2 separate regions of the Muntiacus reevesi genome follow, and region 1 is linked to region 2. A link is a contact called in public Hi-C data. All regions are on one chromosome and are shown on one strand. Each heading gives the region's core, a stretch centred on a gene start, on an enhancer-like site or on the middle of the called end of the contact. The rest is flanking DNA. Distances are from core to core; before and after follow the strand shown.

The links. Hi-C and Micro-C count contacts between places; a contact is called where the count stands out from the background.
Region 1: a contact with region 2 is called in a Hi-C map of muscle, with 3 times the contacts expected there. The contact joins the promoter of VCPIP1 here to the promoter of COPS5 in region 2. A contact is called at or near these places in 2 of 3 Hi-C or Micro-C datasets (blood and muscle).

Annotation. Positions count from the first base shown.
Region 1 is chr12:48,014,579-48,019,813 of mMunRee1.1, forward strand. VCPIP1 (valosin containing protein interacting protein 1) reads left to right here and starts at 1,408. Exons shown (of 3, transcript XM_065902577.1): 1 at 1,408-4,393. The coding sequence starts at 1,681. LOC136145216 (a long non-coding RNA gene) reads right to left here and starts at 1,008. Exons shown (of 3, transcript XR_010658719.1): 1 at 930-1,008.
Region 2 is chr12:47,712,348-47,717,094 of mMunRee1.1, forward strand. COPS5 (COP9 signalosome subunit 5) reads left to right here and starts at 2,739. Exons shown (of 8, transcript XM_065903202.1): 1 at 2,739-3,035. The coding sequence starts at 2,893. It overlaps CSPP1 (centrosome and spindle pole associated protein 1), which reads right to left and starts at 838. Exons shown (of 26, transcript XM_065903500.1): 1 at 701-838.

The DNA.
Region 1 (5,235 bases), core at 158-2,657, 300 kb after region 2:
TCAATTAATATATGAAAGTGTTTTGCATGAGGAGACAAGTTTCCTAGCACACAGTAAACATCCTTACAGCCCCTTGAGTCACTAAGAGGAAATCCTGAGGCCTAACAAAAGGTCTGGGCTTAAAATTTTCTTTTTTCTCTGATAAGAAGTGGTATAAAAGCACTCTCTGGGTCTGAGAGATCCTGGTGAATGGACTTTGGACAAGTAACTTAATTCCTTCTAGTCTGTTTCTGTAAATGGAGTCAACAATACCTGGTAGAGGTGTTACAGGAGTGTGGGTGGGATGATCTGTGTGATCATGTTATGTAAACCATAAAGCCATAGTGACTAAAAGTTAGTTACTGTTTTGTACAAGACTAGTCTAACCTTTCCTGCCTATGTCCCTTGTCTGTAAAATGGGTACAGACCAAGGTCTGAGAGCTCCTGAACTTGAGCAAGTCATTTCCCTTCAGGAAGTGTTTCCTAGCAAGGTTATTATAACATTATGAAAATCAAATGTTATCGTGTATGTAAATGCTACGACAAACATATACCAAGAACGTAATAAATGATAGCTGTTATTACTCTCTGAGGGTAAGCAGCAAACAAAACTACTTAAAAGACTTTGGATATGTACTTAAATTCTGTACACATCAAAGGTATTTTTATTTGCACTGTAAACTGCAAAGACGTACATGGAACGAGGAAACAAATGGCGCCTGTGATTCTCAATGGGGGGGAGGGAAGGCAGAAAGGGGGACTCAAGAGCCTCAGCGGCTTGTCATAGAGGCGGGAATGAGAAGAAAGGAGTGTGACAGAAAAAAAATTAAGTAACACTCCGAGAATCAATTCACTATTCTCCCCCCTTTCTCTTATGACCTCCAGCCTTCTTTAGAACATTTCACTCAACTTCCCAGCCCGCCATGTCGCTGGACATTTATTTACTGTACCTTCTTCACTGAGAGCCTTTCATTCCCCTCCCCTTCTAAGAGTCGTGAACTTCAGACCCTCTGCTTCCGACACCCATTCCCTTTAACTCTGTTTTTAACCAAGCTTCCCTGCATCCTTCCCTCCGCCTAAGGGGGAAGTGAGCTTGGTCGCACCGCAGGGCATCCTAGGAAATGTGGTCTCTCACACTCATTTTGCTTGGGCCTTAGGATGGGGACGACGACAAAAGAGATTGAGCTAGAACTACAACTCCCGGAAGGCAACATGAGTGAGTCTCTTCCTGTCTGCCCCCATGCCTATCGTTTTCCTCTTCCTCCTCTCTGAGGGCACCGAACCGCTTTGCCTCACGGTACTTGTAGTTCTTTGTAGACCCAAGCTCCTAGTATTTGATGGCGAGGAGAGAGGCTGAAAGACTCTAATTCCCAGAGGGCAGAGCGAAAGCTGCGCCTGCGCAGTCTCAGGGAGGGCGTGTATGTCTGTGTGTCTGAGGGAGAGCGAGCGAGAGTGAGTGAGTGTGAGTGCGGGGTAGGGTGGTGGCCGTTACGTTCGGGGCAACGGCTACGGCAGTGGAGAAGTAAGAAGAGAAACAACGTCCGGCGCTTCCGCCTTCGCTTAGGAGGAGGAGGAGCTGGTAGGGAAAGGAAAGTGATTCGCCCTGGGCCTGGACGAGACCGAGTCGGGCCGGCGGGGGTCTGGGCTATGAGCCTTTGAGGGTCGCTTGGGACGCGGAGCGAGACTCGAGAGCCGAGAGCTATGTCTCAGCCGCCGCCGCCGCCTCCGCTGCCGCCGCCGCCGCCTCCCCCAGAGGCTCCGCAGACTCCGCCGTCCCTGGCGGCGGCGGCGGCGGCTACTCCGGGGGGGCTCTCGAAGCGGAGAGACCGGAGAATCCTCTCCGGGAGCTGCCCGGATCCGAAGTGCCAGGCGCGTCTGTTCTTCCCGGCCTCCGGTTCCGTCAGCATCGAGTGTACCGAGTGCGGACAGCGGCACGAGCAGCAACAGCTGCTGGGGGTGGAGGAGGTGACCGACCCGGACGTAGTGCTTCACAACCTGCTGCGGAACGCGCTGCTCGGGGTGACAGGGGCACCCAAGAAGAACACGGAACTGGTAAAGGTGATGGGCCTTTCAAACTACCACTGCAAACTACTGTCGCCCATATTAGCGCGCTACGGAATGGACAAACAGACTGGCCGGGCTAAGCTGCTCCGGGACATGAACCAGGGCGAGTTGTTCGATTGCGCTTTGCTGGGTGACCGCGCCTTCCTCATCGAACCGGAGCATGTCAACACGGTGGGCTACGGCAAGGACCGCTCCGGAAGCCTCCTGTATTTGCATGACACCCTCGAGGACATAAAGCGGGCCAATAAAAGTCAGGAATGCCTCATTCCCGTGCATGTGGACGGGGACGGGCACTGCCTGGTGCATGCTGTGTCCCGGGCCCTAGTGGGCCGGGAGCTCTTCTGGCATGCCTTGAGAGAGAATCTTAAACAGCACTTCCAGCAGCACCTGGCCCGGTATCAAGCGCTGTTCCATGACTTCATTGATGCCGCTGAGTGGGAGGACATTATCAACGAGTGTGACCCTCTGTTTGTACCGCCTGAGGGGGTTCCCTTGGGCCTGCGGAACATCCACATATTTGGCCTCGCCAATGTGCTTCATCGCCCTATTATTTTGTTAGATTCGCTCAGTGGCATGAGAAGCTCTGGTGATTATTCAGCCACCTTTCTGCCAGGGCTCATCCCTGCAGAGAAGTGCACCGGCAGAGATGGTCATTTGAACAAACCAATCTGTATCGCTTGGAGTAGCTCTGGTAGAAACCATTATATCCCCTTGGTAGGCATAAAAGGGGCTGCCTTGCCCAAACTGCCTATGAATTTGCTTCCTAAAGCATGGGGTGTGCCTCAGGACCTCATTAAGAAGTACATCAAACTTGAGGAGGATGGTGGTTGTGTTATTGGAGGAGACAGAAGTTTGCAGGATAAATACTTACTTCGGCTTGTTGCTGCTATGGAAGAAGTCTTTATGGACAAGCACGGTATCCATCCTAGTTTGGTGGCTGATGTCCATCAGTATTTCTACAGGAGGACCGGTGTGATAGGAGTTCAGCCTGAAGAAGTCACAGCAGCTGCTAAAAAAGCAGTAATGGATAATCGCCTTCACAAATGTTTGCTCTGTGGTGCCCTTTCTGAACTTCATGTTCCTCCAGAGTGGTTGGCTCCGGGAGGGAAACTGTATAACTTGGCAAAAAGTACTCATGGACAGCTGAGGCCTGACAAAAATTATAGCTTTCCCTTGAACAATTTGGTTTGCTCATATGATTCAATGAAAGATGTCCTGATACCAGACTATGGCTTGAGTAACCTGACAGCTTGTAATTGGTGCCATGGCACATCTGTGCGAAGAGTCAGAGGAGATGGATCTATTGTGTATTTGGATGGGGACAGAACTAATTCCAGGTCCACTGGTGGCAAATGTGGTTGTGGCTTCAAACATTTTTGGGATGGGAAAGAGTATGACAATCTACCAGAAGCTTTTCCTATTACTTTGGAATGGGGTGGAAGAGTGGTCAGAGAAACAGTGTATTGGTTCCAGTATGAAAGTGATGCATCTTTGAATAGCAATGTGTATGATGTTGCGATGAAACTTGTTACCAAGCACTTTCCAGGTGAATTTGGGAGTGAAATCTTAGTTCAGAAAGTTGTCCACACTATATTACATCAGACTGCCAAAAAGAATCCTGACGATTATACTCCTGTAAATATAGATGGTGCTCATGCCCAAAGATTTGGAGATGTACAAGGACAAGAGTCGGAGTCCCCGCTCCCAACTAAAATTATTCTTACTGGACAGAAAGCGAAAACTTTGCACAAGGAGGAGTTAAACATGAGTAAAACTGAAAGAACTATTCAACAGAATATTACGGAACAGGCTTCTGTAATGCAGAAACGGAAAACAGAGAAGTTAAAACAAGAACAGAAGGGGCAGCCCAGGACTGTTTCTCCTAGTACTGTTCGTGACGGCCCATCCTCTGCACCTGCCACCCCTACCAAGGCTGCCTATTCGCCAACCACTTCTAAGGAGAAAAAGATCCGAATCACAACTAATGACGGACGGCAGTCCATGGTTACACTTAAGTCTTCAACAACCTTTTTTGAACTTCAAGAAAGCATAGCCAGAGAATTCAACATTCCGCCATATTTACAGTGTATTCGATACGGCTTTCCTCCTAAAGAGTTAATGCCACCCCAGGCAGGAATGGAAAAGGAGCCAGTTCCTTTACAGCATGGTGACAGAATCACAATCGAGATTCTGAAAAGTAAAGCCGAAGGGGGTCATTCTGCTGCTGCCCACTCGGCCCACACTGTGAAACCAGAAGACAGTGCTGTCACCGGCAGACTGTCATCTAAGGAGCTTCAGGAGCAAGCTGACAAAGAAATGTACTCCTTGTGTCTTTTAGCAACGTTAATGGGTAAGATCAGCTTAACTCAGATGGTGTTTTGTAACTGTGAGTGTGATATACTGAGTTTTTCTCATGTCTTTGTGGGAAAAAATCTGGTCAACGTAAAAACTGATTATATATTTTAAAAGAAAATTCTTTTCTTTCGCTTTTTGACAGTGGATAGACGTTAGTGTGATTATTGCGTAAATACTGGGAAAACATAACTAAGAAAGTGAAAGTAGTCCCTTACTGTCACCAGATTATTGGAGTATAATGTATTGCTTGTCATTTTTTAAAAATCATATTGTAATGGATCCATTTACAACCTTTTTCATTTTTTACCCCTTTGGCTCTACTGAGCGTGCACACCTTGTCCCTTGTCATTTATTTTTAAATTTCATTTTCCTGCGTGTCATGTGATTTCAGGACTTCCTGTTTGATGAATTGCAGTTTCTGGGTTACATGCTCACTGCACTCCCACCTAATAATCTCTCATCCATTTCCTGTTCTCCCTTTCCCAGTTCATCAACTTTTTCTTATTTGTAAATCGGGATTTGTGTTTTAAGTAATTTGATTGGTGACTCTTTGCCATCAGTTACAATGAACTATTATAACTCATGAAAAACATAATAAACAGAGGTAGATGTTAATGGGATTGCTTAAGAAGCATTTCTTTTTAATAATTCAACACAAAGGAAAATATATTGTCAACCAAATAGGTGATTTAAAGCTTTAAATGATTTGGGAAATGATCCAATGGTGTGCTTTTTACATTATTTTTATTAGCTAATCTTTGTTTTTAAATTACTGTTAGTATGCTTTATTGAGGCTTAAAATAGAAGTAAAACTGAAATATATTACATATTAGAGGG
Region 2 (4,747 bases), core at 1,489-3,988:
AATTAGAAACAACAGGTTCAAGCTCAAGGAAAACTGGATAATAATAGCGCCGACCTCACAGGGCTGTGGGAATCCAATTTTACTTGCAAAGCAAAGCACTGAGAAACAGCGCTGGGACACAACACTCAATAAACGTTAACCATTAACCCCGATTAAAGGAAAGGTGCTTCGGCAGGCACAGGCGAGCAGCGGAGAGCGGCTGATGGGGAGGGCAGGCACGAGAACCGAGGCGCAGCTGGTCTCCGGGTGCCGGCGCCGTGGGTGGCAGTCTCCTCGGGAAGCGTCAACGCGTTGTCAGGCAACCGGATCTCAACAGCACCCGGGGCGGCGGCGGCGGTAGCTGCGGCCCGGAGTCCAGACCGCGTAACCAAGGCACCGCCCCGGGCAGGTCTGGCGACGGCAAGACCCTCACTCACAGGGCAACCCGGGAACAGAGCACCGCCCCCAGCCACACTGCAGCGAGACCCCAGAATGGTCCGGGATCCCCGGGCCCGCAGCTGCTAGACTCCAACCCCAGCCCGGCGGCCACGAGACCCCAGTACGCAGGGAACCCCACCCCAACCCACGTAACCCCAGGACCTTGGCCAGCCTGGCCGCTGCGAGACCTCCGCCCCCAGCCGCGAACCCAGCCCCGGGACGCCCTCCAAGCCCGGCCACACCCCGACAGGCCCGCTCCCCACCGCGGCCGACGGACGCTTACTCAGGCAAGCGGGCTGGCGTCGGGGAACAGCACAGCGTCCTAGCGAGGCTCTACGCCGCGGTCCGAAGTGACGGCGGTCGCCCAGCGCGGGAGCGGTGTGACAAGCCGCCCGGGCTCCGCCTCTCGGGCCGAGCCCTCCGCCCGCCCTTCGCCAACGGCCGGGCGTGGCCCCTCCCCACTAAGGCCGCGGGGCAGAGGCGCGCGGCCCGGGGCGCCCCCTGCCGCCCCGGAGGCCGCATGGACGCCCGGCTGTCCGCAGAGCTCACCCGTATCTGGGCTGGGACTCTGCCAGAGGCTGTTCAACTGCGGGAGCTACTTTCCCAGGCTAAACTGATTCTGCCCACTTCAAACCTTCCAAGCCCCAGCTGGCCTCTGTTCAGAGCCTGGGGGCGGTGGGTGGGGGGAGCCTGGAGGGGGCAGACGGGGGACAAGGCAGGGTTGGTAGAGAAAAACTGTTGGCACACCTCTCCAGGCACTACTGCTCCCTCAGGAGTCTGGTCAACATTTTGTCTTTATTACTACAACATAGGCTTTATTACTAATTTCAAAATACTCAGTTCATCCGAATACTTAGTGGCCATATATCACCACTAGAAAAGAGATCTCTAGCTTCCCCGGCCAGTGGGGATAAGGGTTCTTTACCTGAAGTCACCTTGTATGAGGGTTTGAAAGATGTCAAAAAAAAAAAGAAAGAAAGAAAAGAAAGATAATGTCAAAACCGCAGGCGGGGCTGTGGATTCCTTAATTCCTATATATTTGTCTTAACTAAATGTCACACACCTTTCTAGGAATGAAGAATACAACTCAGAGCACAGTGCACCCGCTTACAGTGAAAAGAAAAACTTCCAAGTAAACAAATACATTATTTCAATGTGTAACAGTTACAGAAGCACCTACAGACATTTAGAGACGTCGTGAAAAGAAGATGACTGGAGAGAGAAAGAAGTTGAGAATGATTGCATGGTAGAGATCTTTGAGCTCTGTTTTTAAATATTAATATGAGCTCCCAGTTAGAAAAGTAAGGGGAAAGCACTCCAGGCAACGCTGACCACTTATGCAAAGTTTCAAGGTAACTAAAAGTTGAAGTTGCAGAGGTGAAACTCCTCCCCTCCACCCCTTTATTTTTCCTAGTAATATAAACAACTGTGCATTTATGGTAGGTATTAGGGATAAAACAAGGAATAGAGACCCGGTCCCTGTGTTTTGGAACTTAGAATCTAGTGTGGAATGGGGGATAGGAGAAGAAAGAAGAATACCTAAAACAAGGAAATAAATGAAATAATTAAACACTGTATTAGCTCTTAGATGACAACATGTCCCCCCTAAATTAATTTGGCTTAGGGGACAGAACTGGTTCCACAGTGGAATGTAGATTAAACCGTAAACTGTTTCAAGAAGTGGGTACTGGACACTTGCAAAACACTAATAGCTCGTATAGATGTTAATTTTTACAAACGCGCCAAATGGCACGATCATAGCCATTCACGAGTTTCCATGGCCACCTTGGGACGCTAGAGAACGCCCCTCTAGGAAAGTTTAGCGCCAAACCACTACAAGTCAAAGGGCTTTACGCATGTGCAATGATTCATCGGGAAGTAAACTAGGAGGCCATGTTACCATTCTCTCAAAAGCGGCATTCAGAACAACTTCTATGTCAACTTTCCCATAAACATTTTTTTTTCTGGCTTTCAACAATCTTAAAAGTACATACACCCACGTAAAAACAGTTCTCTGCCCCATTGCAGCTTTAAGTATCTACCCATTTTTAACATGGCGGACGCCGAGCCTGCGCAGGACGAACAAGGAAGGTCAATTCGTTTCTGGCATAACGTTACATGCCCTTCTTCCGGTGCAGAAGGCTATACCATTCCCTAGGTAATTACTGTTTTCGTCTTATTTCACACATATAATTTTCCAAGATAATAATTTCTCTTTCCAGTAATGAGACGACTCCTCTGCCTCTTAACTATTGTGTAACTGCTGTGTATATAGCCGCGTCCCCCAAGGACCCCCGCCATCCCGCGGATGGTCCGTACCAACTTCACCTCCGGTGCTGGGTGTCATGGCTGCCCCGAGAGCCTAGTGTGAGTTTGCACCTGTGGTGGGCTGGGTCCGGAGCCCACGCCCGAAAACCTAGCTAGGTAAAGTTGCGTCTCAATTGCGGAGGCGACACCTTATCCGATTCCTCGGCGATGGCGGCTTCCGGGAGTGGCATGGCCCAGAAAACGTGGGAGCTAGCCAACAACATGCAGGAAGCCCAGAGTATCGATGAAATCTACAAATACGACAAGAAACAGCAGCAAGAAATCCTGGCGGCGAAGCCCTGGACTAAGGAGTGAGGAGGTCCCTGGCGAAACGCAGGGGAGGGAAGGATGGCGGGATTTTAAGAGACCCAGGGGCAGTGGGAGTTGGGGTCAGAGAGCTTGTCTTTCCCTCTGCAGCAAGGAGAAAGAGGAATCGTCTAAGAAATTTTGTTTTACCTTTTTATCCCCGCAAATAAAGCGTAAGACCCTCCACTGGGGCTTGCTTGATTCCCCCTTTCTGTCTCGTTTGCCTTGGGAGAATGGAAGAGGAAAACGACAAGCGGTAGTTTGGGCTTTCACTTCTCGGCCCCCGTATTGTTACAGACACTCCACACTCTGCCTTGTACACTTTGTTGGGATCTTCAGCTGATTTCAGACTGGGACTACAGCTATCTTCAGATATTGAGTCAATCCACGGGTCTCTAAAATAATTATGAGCCAGCTTCTTAGTCTATAATCCTTCAGATCTATAATTGCTTTTTGATTGCTGGTAATTATTCCAGAAACAACAAAGAGGATCTCCTCAGTCTCCCACAATGTTTCCTCCACCGTTTTTTACAGAAGCTGTAAATTATATCAATAGAACTTCGGGGTTTTTGCCCTTTAGCAAAACTCGTGTGCCCCTGGGAGTGATGACGGGTCGAGGTTTCTTTACAGCGGTATTTATCCTTTCGTGACAGCAGATATTGTATGAAAGAGTAAAAAGATCACACAGTCTCTCTAATGGATAGACAGGAAAGCGGTGGTCAGCAACAAAAACCATATTTCATCTGTCTCACAGTTTTTTACAAGGCAAGCTTTAACTGTGGGTATTCAGATTCAGCAGTGTTTACTGAGTACTTACTACAGGCTGAGTTTTGAGCTAGGAATTTCCATATGTCATTAAATCTTTATGACAACACAGTACTGTATTTGTATTCCTTTTCTGCGTATATAAAAACAAGCAAATACAGTAAATAACTTACTTCGTAATTACACAGAGGCAATGAATTCTTAAGTGAACAATAGTTAAGACCTAAAATCAAATCTCACAACTCTAATTAGTTGAAATTTACTTATCTTTTTTTTAATCTTTAAAAGAGAAAAAAGACCTATCTGTTGGTGATGTTATAAAGATTAGATGAGGTCATGTATAAAAAAGGGTCTAGAATGTATGTAATAGAAGCACAAAAATGGACTGTCTTTTTTTCCCAGTTGATAGAGGAGTGAAGATTTTAATTCATGTCTTTACTCCCAAGGACAGGTCTCTATATTTTTCAGCTGTGATTGAAATCTGTGGGCAGACATCTTAAAAAGACTTTTCAAAAACACTGACACTCTTTACAGACTGGTTATTTTGCCTGGTTGCCTGCTATTTCTATAGCAGGCTGCATGCTTAGATTGATATAGCCTATTGAATATTTTAAATGATCAGCCTCACGGTGTGATTGTATCTCCAGTGACAGTCATCCTCGCTGTCTTCCACTACATCAATGAGACTGAGGTGTAATTTTATTCAACAGTAGTCTAGTCACATACACAGATGACAAACTGAAATACTGATCACGGTAAGACTAAAGAGTTTAAGGCCACATTTTCCATTTTTAGACTGATACCACGAGAGAAGCTATAACCCTCAACACATTGTTCTTCGGAGTACTATAAAAGATAGGCATTTGCAGCTAGCACTTAAAAAGTTTTGTATGTGTCAGGCACTAAGCCAAGCACTTTATGTATATTATTTTATTCATTTCCTCCAAACAAC